Regions from separate parts of the Canis lupus genome. Here regions 1 and 2 are each linked to region 3. The links are chromatin contacts, called in public Hi-C maps. All regions are on one chromosome and are shown on one strand. The core of a region is the stretch at or near the end of the contact, and the rest is flanking DNA. Distances in the headings are between cores, read along the strand shown. Region 1 has its middle 57 kb from the start of CCNL1. Region 2 holds the start of CCNL1 (cyclin-L1). Region 3 holds the start of TIPARP (protein mono-ADP-ribosyltransferase TIPARP).

Evidence for each region. A called contact is a pair of places that touch in the nucleus more often than the background predicts.
Region 1: a Hi-C map of blood shows a contact between it and region 3, with 3 times the contacts expected there. The contact joins the enhancer-like site here to the promoter of TIPARP in region 3. A contact is called at or near these places in 2 of 9 Hi-C or Micro-C datasets (amygdala and blood).
Region 2: a contact with region 3 is called in a Hi-C map of blood, with 5 times the contacts expected there. The contact joins the promoter of CCNL1 here to the promoter of TIPARP in region 3. A contact is called at or near these places in 2 of 9 Hi-C or Micro-C datasets (both in blood).

The regions. Positions count from the first base shown.
Region 1 is chr23:51,148,566-51,151,571 of UU_Cfam_GSD_1.0, reverse strand. No RefSeq gene overlaps it. Among named protein-coding and RNA genes, the nearest start is that of CCNL1, 57 kb to the left of the region's middle. Within about 2 kb of position 1,556, at least 5 of the 20 cell types and tissues checked have an H3K27ac peak or open chromatin away from gene starts, as enhancers often do. A contact at or near this core is called in blood, where this site is marked.
Region 2 is chr23:51,205,259-51,208,186 of UU_Cfam_GSD_1.0, reverse strand. It overlaps CCNL1 (cyclin-L1), which reads left to right and starts at 1,268. Exons shown (of 11, transcript XM_038571297.1): 1 at 1,268-1,591; 2 at 1,720-1,794; 3 at 2,349-2,458. The coding sequence starts at 1,268.
Region 3 is chr23:50,803,902-50,807,093 of UU_Cfam_GSD_1.0, reverse strand. TIPARP (protein mono-ADP-ribosyltransferase TIPARP) reads right to left here and starts at 1,533. Exons shown (of 6, transcript XM_038571279.1): 1 at 1,395-1,533.

The DNA.
Region 1 (3,006 bases), core at 307-2,806, 340 kb before region 3:
TCCGAAGCAGTAAGCTGTACCCACTGTCCTGCTGCTCCTCTTTCTTGACTCTATTTGCCTCCAACCCCTTGTGACCTGGTTTCTGCTCTCATGACCTCATCGAAACAGGGGTCAATGACTCATCCATGACTTGACTTCCTCATTGTCCCTCTCAATGGTTACATCCCAGCGTTCATGTGCTGGGCATCTCTGTGGCATTTCCTGCTCCTGGTCACTTCCTCACCCCAGAAAAACCTCCTCACTTGGACTGCTTGCTGCCATTTTCCCCCTAGTTTTTTCACTTTTCTGCGCTCTCCTCAGGACCCCTATTTGGGCCTCAGGACCCGGTACCCATCAGGTTCAGCTCTCCTCCATCCCATCACCTTCCCACTCAGTGCAGCCCCAGCTTCAGGGCCCACCTCTATGTTGACTATTTCCCGGGGGTGCTTCGCGCAGCCTCTCTCTGGCAGGCTTGGCACCTGGAGGTCACCCCTGGAAGTCTCCTGCACATGAAAAATGCGTTCAAAACATGCCATCCTCCACTCAGAGCCATTCCTCGTCCTCCAGTCACTATCACAGCGAGTGCTACCGCTATCCGTGGAGCTGCACGAACCTGGGAACTCTTCTGGGTTCCGATTTTCCATTTCCTTCTCCCTGCTTCCTGAAACGGAGCCTCTGGAGCAGTGTGCAGGAGGGGGTGAATGAACACAGAGTCAGGGCTGAGCTGAGTCTAAAGCTTGAGGTCATTTGACCTTTTACATGTTTTTCCAAGCTCCTCCGTTTACACCAGGGCACGGGCCTGGACGGTCTTCAGCTCTGATGATCCAGAGTCCAGACCGCTCCAGTCTGACGCCGTAGGGGCTTCACCCCCATTCCTTCTGGTCGCTGGGAGGGATTGCTCCTCTGCCTGCCCTGCCTAGGAAGAGAGGAGAGCTGCCTGCGATGAGCAGGACTTCAAACCTAAATCAAACCTCCTCGGAGAACGCATTTCACTCTGCTGAGAGGTCCTCACCTATCTCTGCAGCCGCCATGAGTCACAGCGAGAGCTGGGAAAGGAGGGAGACAGAGGGTGGCGGCCAGCAGCTGGTGGAAACATAGACAGTTTCCTCTCGCCTCTGTGTGCCAGGTCACGTAGCCCTGGGTGAGTCTCCCTAAGTGCCACCCAGGGCTTAGGGGGAAAGTACCTTCCCTCTCGTTCTGCGTCACTTTGGTCTGGAAATGAGTATTGTGACTGTCCCGGGGACACCTCTGTACCCACCGCTTCTAGTCCCCAAATCCTGCGTGCACATGGGGGTGCCTTGCACTGCAGTGACCACGCTGAGCAGTGTGCACCTCATGTCACTTACACCCTGCGACCCGGCAGGTAGGTTCTATTTCATCTCCTTTTTGCAGACCAGGAACCCACGGCTCCCAGAGCTTAGCTACACCGGGCCACCTGGCTAGTAGTGCAGGCCTGCCGAGGTCGAGCCCAGCTGTGACTGGTCGACGCCCATGCAGAGGGCACGGCCTCTGATGTGTCCCTGCTTATCTTCCGTGCCATGCACGCGCCTGGCCCGCAGCAGCCTGCAGCCTGATGGATGCTCACGGAAGGGGCGTGCAAGCCTCGCCCTACGGGCTGGATCTGGCCCCAGCTGCAGGGATTCAGAAACTGCAGCCTGGGCCGGCGCCCACCGCCCTCTGCATCCGCCTCCTCGCAGATGCCCTGGAGGGAGCCTGTGCCTTCAGCACCCTCTGGCTCGCTTCCGACGATGCGGCTTCCCCGCCGAGCAGCCTGGCAACGGGGGAGAGCCTGACCCCGGGCGCTCGGGGCTCCGCGGGGCAGCCCCGGCCCCACCACCGACGCATGCGCAGCCCCGACGGCGGGAGCCCGGAGCCGAGCCCGGAGCCGGCGGGCCCTCTCCACGCATGCGCGGCCCCCCACCACCAGAGTCCGAGAGCCCGGGAGCCCGCGAGGCCCTCTCCACGCATGCGCAGCCCCGACGGCCGGAGCTCGAGAGCCCGGAGCCGACGGGCCTTCCTCACGCATGCGCGGCCCCCGCGGCCGGAGCCTGGGAGCCAGGAGCCAGCATGGCCCTCTTCACGCATGCGCGGCCCCGACGGCCGGAGCCCAGGAGCCTGGCAGCCCGGGAGCCGAGAGCCGGCGCGGCCCTCCCCACGCATGCGCGGTCCCCGCGACGGGAGCCCGAGAGCCTAGGAGCCGGCGCGGCCCTCCCCACGCATGCGCGGCCCCGGCGGCTGGAGCCCGGGAGCCCGGAGCCGGCGCGGCCCCTCCACGCATGCGCGGCCGCGGGGCGGGAGGGGCGGTGCAGGGAGCTGCAGCGAGCGCCTGCCCCGCGGCGGGAAGTCCGCGTCCCCGTCCCCGCAGGGACCCGGTGCGCCTGCCGGGAACGAGCCCCCGGGGAGCCACGCCCTCGTTAGCAAAGGCCGGGGCTCGCCCTAGGCCCCCGGGAAAGCGGTTCCCGGCGCGGTCGGGGGCCCCGGGAGCGCCCTGCTGTGCAGAGGAGCTCGGGAGCGGATGTGGGGGGTGGGCGCCCCGGGCGCCGCCTGCAGGGGTGGAGGTGCTGGGGGAGCGCGGGGAGCCCGCCCGACTTCCCTGACCTCGCTCGGCTGCACGTCGTGCCCCTGCGGGGTGCGGGGTGCGGGGTGCGCGGTGAGGAGCGCTGGCCTCCAGGGGGCTGGGGTGGGAGGGGGCGTGGGCCGCAGCCCCGGAGCCTCCCTGCTGGCATCCATCCGCCCACCCCGCGGGACTCACCTTTGGTTTCCTTCAGCTTCACTCCATTTCCCTCCCAGGCCCCAAGAAGTCTGCAAAAGGAGATACTAAAAATGATTGCAGAAAGTTAAACCAGGCGTGAAATGACCCCTAAAATGACAGGGAGGTCGTGGAGAGGCACTGTCTCGGGGGTTTGCTTAGGCGACCCTTTAGTTTTCTTTTTGAGATTTACGGAGACCTGCGAAACAAGCAAAAGCAGACCTTTCACGGAGGCAGAGAGGTTACCTGGGAACTCTTGGTCACTTCCAAGGTCATCA
Region 2 (2,928 bases), core at 19-2,518, 400 kb before region 3:
CCGACGCCCCGCAGAGCTCAAGGTCCTGCAGCGTCCCCCGCAGCGCCCAACGCCCGCAGAACCCGACGCCCCGCAACGCCCCCCCCCCGCAGTGCCCGACGCCCCGCTGCGCCCACCGCCCGCAGAGCTCGAGGCCCCGCAGTGCCCCCCCCCCCGCAGCGCCCGACGCCCGCAGGGCCCGACGCCCCGCATAGCTCGAGGCCCCGCAGAGCCCGACGCCCCGCAGCGCCCTCCGCAGTGCCCGACGCCCCGCTGCGCCCACCTCCCGCAGAGCTCGAGGCCCCGCAGAGCCCGAGGCCCGCAGAGCTCAAGGTCCTGCAGCGCCCAACGCCCGCAGAGCCCGACGCCCCGCAGCGCCCCCCGCAGAGCCCGACGCCCGCAGAGCTGGAGGCACCGCAGAACCCGAGGCCCGCAGAGCTCAAGGTCCCGCAGCGCCCTCCCCGCAGCGCCCGACGTCCGCAGAGCCCGACGCCCCGCAGAGCTCGAGGCCCTGGAGAGCCCGACGCCCGCATAGCTCAAGGCCCTGCAGCGTCCCCCGCAGCGCCCAACGCCCGCAGAACCCGACGCCCCGCAACGTCCCCCGCAGTGCCCGACACCCCGCTGCGCCCACCGCCCGCAGAGCTCGAGGCCCCGCAGTGCTCCCCCGCAGCGCCCGACGCCCGCAGCGCCCGACGCCCGCAGGGCCCGACGCCCCGCATAGCTCGAGGCCCCGCAGAGCCCGACACCTCACAGCGCCCTCCGCAGTGCCCGACGCCCCGCAGAGCCCGACTCCCCGCAGAGCCCGACGCCCCGCATAGCTCGAGGCCCCGCAGAGCCCGACGTCCGCACAGCCCGACGCCCCGCAGTGCCCGACGCCCCGCAGTGCCCGACGCCCCGCAGAGCCCGACTCCCCGCAGCGCCCCCCCCCCCCCGCAGAGCCCGATGCCAGCAGAGATCAAGGCCCCGCAGCGCTCCCCGCAGAGCCCGACGCCCCACAACGCCCCCCGCAGCGCCCCACGCCCCCGCAGAGCCCGACGCGCCACAGAGCTCGAGGCCCCCCGAGTCCCCCCCCCCGCAGAGCTCGAGGCCCCGCAGCGCCCGCCGCCCCGCCCCCGCCCCGCCCCGCAGGGACTAGCTGGCGCGCGCCGGCGCGGTGACGTCAGGGCGGAAGCGCACGCGGCGTGAGGCGGCCCCGGGGCGGTCGCGGGCACGTCGGGCGCGCCGAGGACGCTGGTTAGTCTCGCCCGGGTTCCGGCTGCGTCGGGCGTGCGTGCAGCTCGCCCACACCATGGCGTCCGGGCCTCACCCGACCGCCGCCGCCGCCGCCGCCGCCGCGGCCGCCGCCGCCGCCGCCGCGTCCGCCGCCCCGAGCGCGGGCGGCCCCAGCTCGGGGACGGCGGCCGCGACGACGCCCGCGGCGGGCGGGATCCTGATCGGCGACCGCCTGTACTCGGAGGTGTCGCTCACCATCGACCACTCGCTGATCCCGGAGGAGCGGCTGTCGCCGACGCCGTCCATGCAGGACGGGCTGGACCTGCCCAGCGAGACGGACCTGCGCATCCTGGGCTGCGAGCTCATCCAGGCGGCCGGCATCCTCCTCCGCCTGCCGCAGGTCGGGGCGGCGGGCCGGGGGGAGGGGCGCGCGGCGGCCCAAGATGGCGGCGGCGGCGGCGGCGGCGGCGGCGGCGGCGGCGCTCGGCCCGCCTGACCCCTGCGCTTGCTTCTCCTCTCGGTCTGCAGGTGGCGATGGCGACGGGGCAGGTGCTGTTCCACCGCTTCTTCTACTCCAAGTCCTTCGTCAAGCACAGTTTCGAGGTGAGCCCGCGGGGGCGGGGGCGGGGGCGCGGGCGCGGGGATTTCTCCACCCGGAAGCGGGCCGGGGAGGGGAGGGGCGGGGAGGGAGGGGGGAGGGGGGAGGGGGCGGCCGCGGCGGCGCTTCCAGGGAGGGAGTGGTTAGCCGAGGCCTTTGTACCGCGCGGGGGACGTGCCCGGAGCGCGCTCCGCTCCGCCCCGGAGCCTCCCCGACCCGGTCGTGCGGCTCCCGCCGGAAGGCCGAGCTGGCCCGTTAAGCAATAAAAAATTTAAAAAAAAAAAAAAATTAAAAAAAAAAAAAAAAAAAGACGCATCAGTAGCCTGCTGGTGAGCTTGCGGCCTAGGAATGCCCATCACGCTTCTGTTTCACCCCAAATCCCAGCTGCGTCCTGAAATCTGCAAATCAGAACAAGTCGGTGAAACTTGCCGGCAGGGGTGGGGGGGGATGGGATGGGATGGGATGGGGGGAGCCCTTTCTCCCCGATTTTGCTTCCTCGATCGTGTCCCCCCCCCCCCCCGGGTGTAACCACGTCGCATTCGCTTGTGGGCTCTTGCAGATCGTCGCCATGGCCTGTATTAACCTTGCGTCGAAAATCGAAGAAGCCCCCAGAAGAATAAGAGATGTGATCAACGTGTTCCACCACCTCCGCCAGTTGAGAGGAAAAAGGTAAGATGGGCGTTACTGAGCGCAGTGTTGCTTGCCGCTACCGTCTCGTGCACCAACCATCCAACCAAAGCATTTCCCTTTTCTCTTCGAAACTGGTGGCAAAGGATAAACCCGGCCGTAATTCAGGTGTTGAGATGCACGTAGGAGCTCACTGATAAAAACCCAAACCCATTGGAAACCAGCCACAATTAACCAGCTATCTAAAGTTTGTAGAGGCAGTTGCATTTATGGACAATCCTAACAGTGCTGTGAAGCCAGTCCTGGGGCTTAAGATTAAACAAGAAAGGGAATACGTTTGGCTCAAGTGTGAGTGTCTTCTGTAAGTTACTCCCCCACCCCACCCCCACCCCCTCCCCTCTCTTGGAAGACGGAAGGCTGGGAGCGTAAACCCTGCAGTGCAAGTTAATAACTGCGGCAAAGTTTGCGTAGAGTCTGTCTTTCCACTCGGAGTCCCAGTGAATTCTTTATCA
Region 3 (3,192 bases), core at 284-2,783:
CAGAACGGGAAAAAAAACAGGCTTACAGTACTGTTCAAAATCTGCACACAGGCGGGCGGCCGCGGAAAGCTCACAGCCGTCTTTCAAAGCTCAACGGCACGGGGCCAGGTGCTAGCGCACACGGTGGGTACAAAAGAAGAGGCAGCAAGAGTCCAGTGCGAGCTGGCACCGTGGGGAAAGCTTCACGGAGGAGGAACTTGACAGAAGACATACATCGGCTGGAAGGCGGCCAAGCCAGGCGTTATTATTCATCGCTCGGTGCTCTTGCCTCCAGGCACAATTGGCACGGACTGTGGTATTCCCTCTCCACCACGCCGAGCCCGCCCGTGCCTCCCCTCGCGTGCGTGCGTGCACACACTCACACTCACTCACACGCACCCCGGCCCCCTCCGATCACGGGAAGAGACGCTGCACCCGTCTCATTTACACGGCAGTGGACGCGCACGCACGCTCTTTTCCTGTTATTGCCCTCCGACCCGCTCGGAAATAAGACCGAGGAGGAGGCAGAGCGCTAAGGAGTGGCTGCGGTGGGGAAGTCACTAGGACTTGTTCCTCAATTAGTTTGCATAACAGAAAAATAAAGATTGGAGGGACACTTCCTCCGGGCTGGGGCCCCCCCGCAGCCGGCGACCTACCGCTCCCGCCGCCCCCCGCCCCGCAACCGCCCGCTGCGAACTCCGCGCTCCCGCAGACCCCGCGTGGTGACCCCCGGGCTCCCCCGGCCCCCGCGCCCCGAGACCGCCCGGCGCGGACTCCGCAGCCCCGCCGCCCCCCGCCGCCGAGCCCGGGTCCGAGGGACGCCTCCTGCCGGCCGCCGCGGGCCCCGCAGCCCCGCCCCCCGGGCCGCCCGCAGCCCCGCGCAGCGCGGAGGAGGCGCCGCCCGGCCCGGCCGACCCCGCGTCCCCGAGCATCCCGCGCGCCGTCCCGACCCCGTCGGGGCCCCTCCTCCGCGGAAGCCGCTCGGGCCGCCTCTGCAGCTCGGCCGTCCCCGCCTCCCGACCGACCTTGCCCAGGGGCTCGTCCCGCGGGGCTCGGACGCTCGCGGGCACCGGGCGGCCGGCGCCGCGGGGCGGGGGCGGGGGCGGGGGGCGAGGCCGGCGCGCGCTCGTGCGCCCGCGAAGTTGACGTGAGAACCGCCCGCAAAGTTGTGGGCTGCGGCGCCGCCGAGCGCGCGGGGTCGGTCGGGGTCCGCCCGCGGGGTGCCGGCCCGCCGCCGCCGCCGCCTCCCGATCCTACACCTGCCCGCGGCCGCGAGGGCTCCGGGGGTGCAGGCCGCCCCGTCCCGGGCTGGCGGGTCCGAGGGAGCCCGCGGGGGCACGGACGCCGCGAGGCCGGCGCCCCCGCCCGCCATCCCCGCCGGGTCTGCCGCCCCCCCCGCCGCCCGCCGCCCTCACCTGATGGCGCCGCCGGAGAGCGCGGACCGCGGAGCCGGGGCGCCGGCAGCGTCCGCGCGGAGAGCGGGCTCGGGCGTCCGACGGTCAGGCCGGGGCCGCGGCGGGCAGCGCGCGGGCCATTCCGCCGCCGGGAGCGCAGAGAGCAGCGGCCGCACTGCCCGCTCCGGCTCGCTCGCCTGTCACCCCGAGCTCCGCTTTAAAGTGGCTTCCGGTCGCCTCCTCTCGGCTGCCCCGTCGCGGAGGCGGAGCCTGGGCCGCGGGGGAGAGGGGCGGGGTGAGAGGGCCGGGCGCTCAGTGGGCGCCGCCGGGGAGGGCGGGGCGTGCGGAGCGAGGGGGGCCCGCCCCGCGTGCGCGTGCGCGTGCGCGTGCGCGTGCGCGCTCGCTCCCGGCGTGGGGAGGCGCGCGGAGCGTGCGTGCGTGCGGCGGCCGCGTGCTCCCGCGAGGGGGCGTGTCCTCCCGCGCGCGCACGCGCGCTGTGCGGGGGTGGGGGTGGGGGTGGGGGTGGGGGTGGGGGTGGCGGTCGCGCGGCCGTGAGGAGCGGCGGTGTGCGCCGCGTGGGGCGGGCGCCGCCTGACTGACTGAGGGGCTCCGGGACGGGATGCGGGACGGCACGAGGCGTTTCCGTGCGGCCGGCCTTCCCGGCCTCGGCGCCGCGGGACCCCGACGGGAGCCGGACGGCTGCTACGGTCGCCGCGGCCAGACGGGGTCGCCCGCCCCCTGCCTGACGGGCCGCGAGGGAAGGCCCGGCACGCGGCGGGGACCCGGCGACGCCCCGGCAGCCGCCGCCCCGCGCAGCGCCACGGACTCCCCCTTCCAGCGCGCACCCGGCGCGAGTTTGCCGTAGTTTCTGGGCCGACGAAGGTCTTGGGCGGTGAGTCCTCGGATGGCTTCCGGTGGTGCGGGGACAGCCCTGCGTGCAGCTCGTGGATCCCGCTGTGTCGGGGGACAAGGGCCCTGGATGGCGGTTGGTCGTGGACAGAGACGCGCACGCAGCTTGCCAAGAGCTGCTCCCCGCCCGCGCGGCCTCAAGTCTGACTGAGTCCCACAGCTCGGAGGCTTCGTGGGTTGAAAAAGACAACTATTATCCTTAAAAAAAAGAACAAACAAAACAAAACAAAAAACAAAAAGAAAACAACAACAACAAAAAAACACAAACACACACCGGAACGCCTATATAAAGAGCTAAGCGGCAGTAGGACTGGAGATAACGGGTCTCCAATCTTCTCACGCGCTTCTAAACCACACGACGCCAACAAGAAGTGGATTAAGGGCGGCGCCTCCCCCAGCAGGCGCGCTCCACGCGGCATCAAGTCCAGGGGGTTCAGCGAAGCTACGAATGACACCGACAGGATTCGGACGCTCCTAGGTAAACATTGAATTTTCAGGCTTAAAAACTGTGTTAAGGCAGCGTCTTGGTCTGCGCCTGCTCATACACGGAGTTACCTAGAAGCACGTTTCCTTTTTGTTTGCTTTTTTTTTTTTTTTTAAGATTTTATTTGTTTATTCATTAGGGACAGAGAGAGAGAGGTAGAGACACAGGCAGAGGGAGAAGCAGGCTCCATGCAGGGAGCCCGACGTGGGACTCGATCCCGGGACTCCAGGATCACGCCCTGGGCTGGAGGCAGGTGCTAAACCGCTGAGCCACTCCGGCTGCCCTAGAAGCGAGCATCTAAGTTCAAAAAATAGCATTTTGCTGTTTGCTCTTTGTCTCATCTGTTCTGTGGTCCTTACACTTCACGCTTTCTTTTGGATTAAGTGTTTTTAATTCTGTTCTCTCCCACCCGTTAAATTACACGTT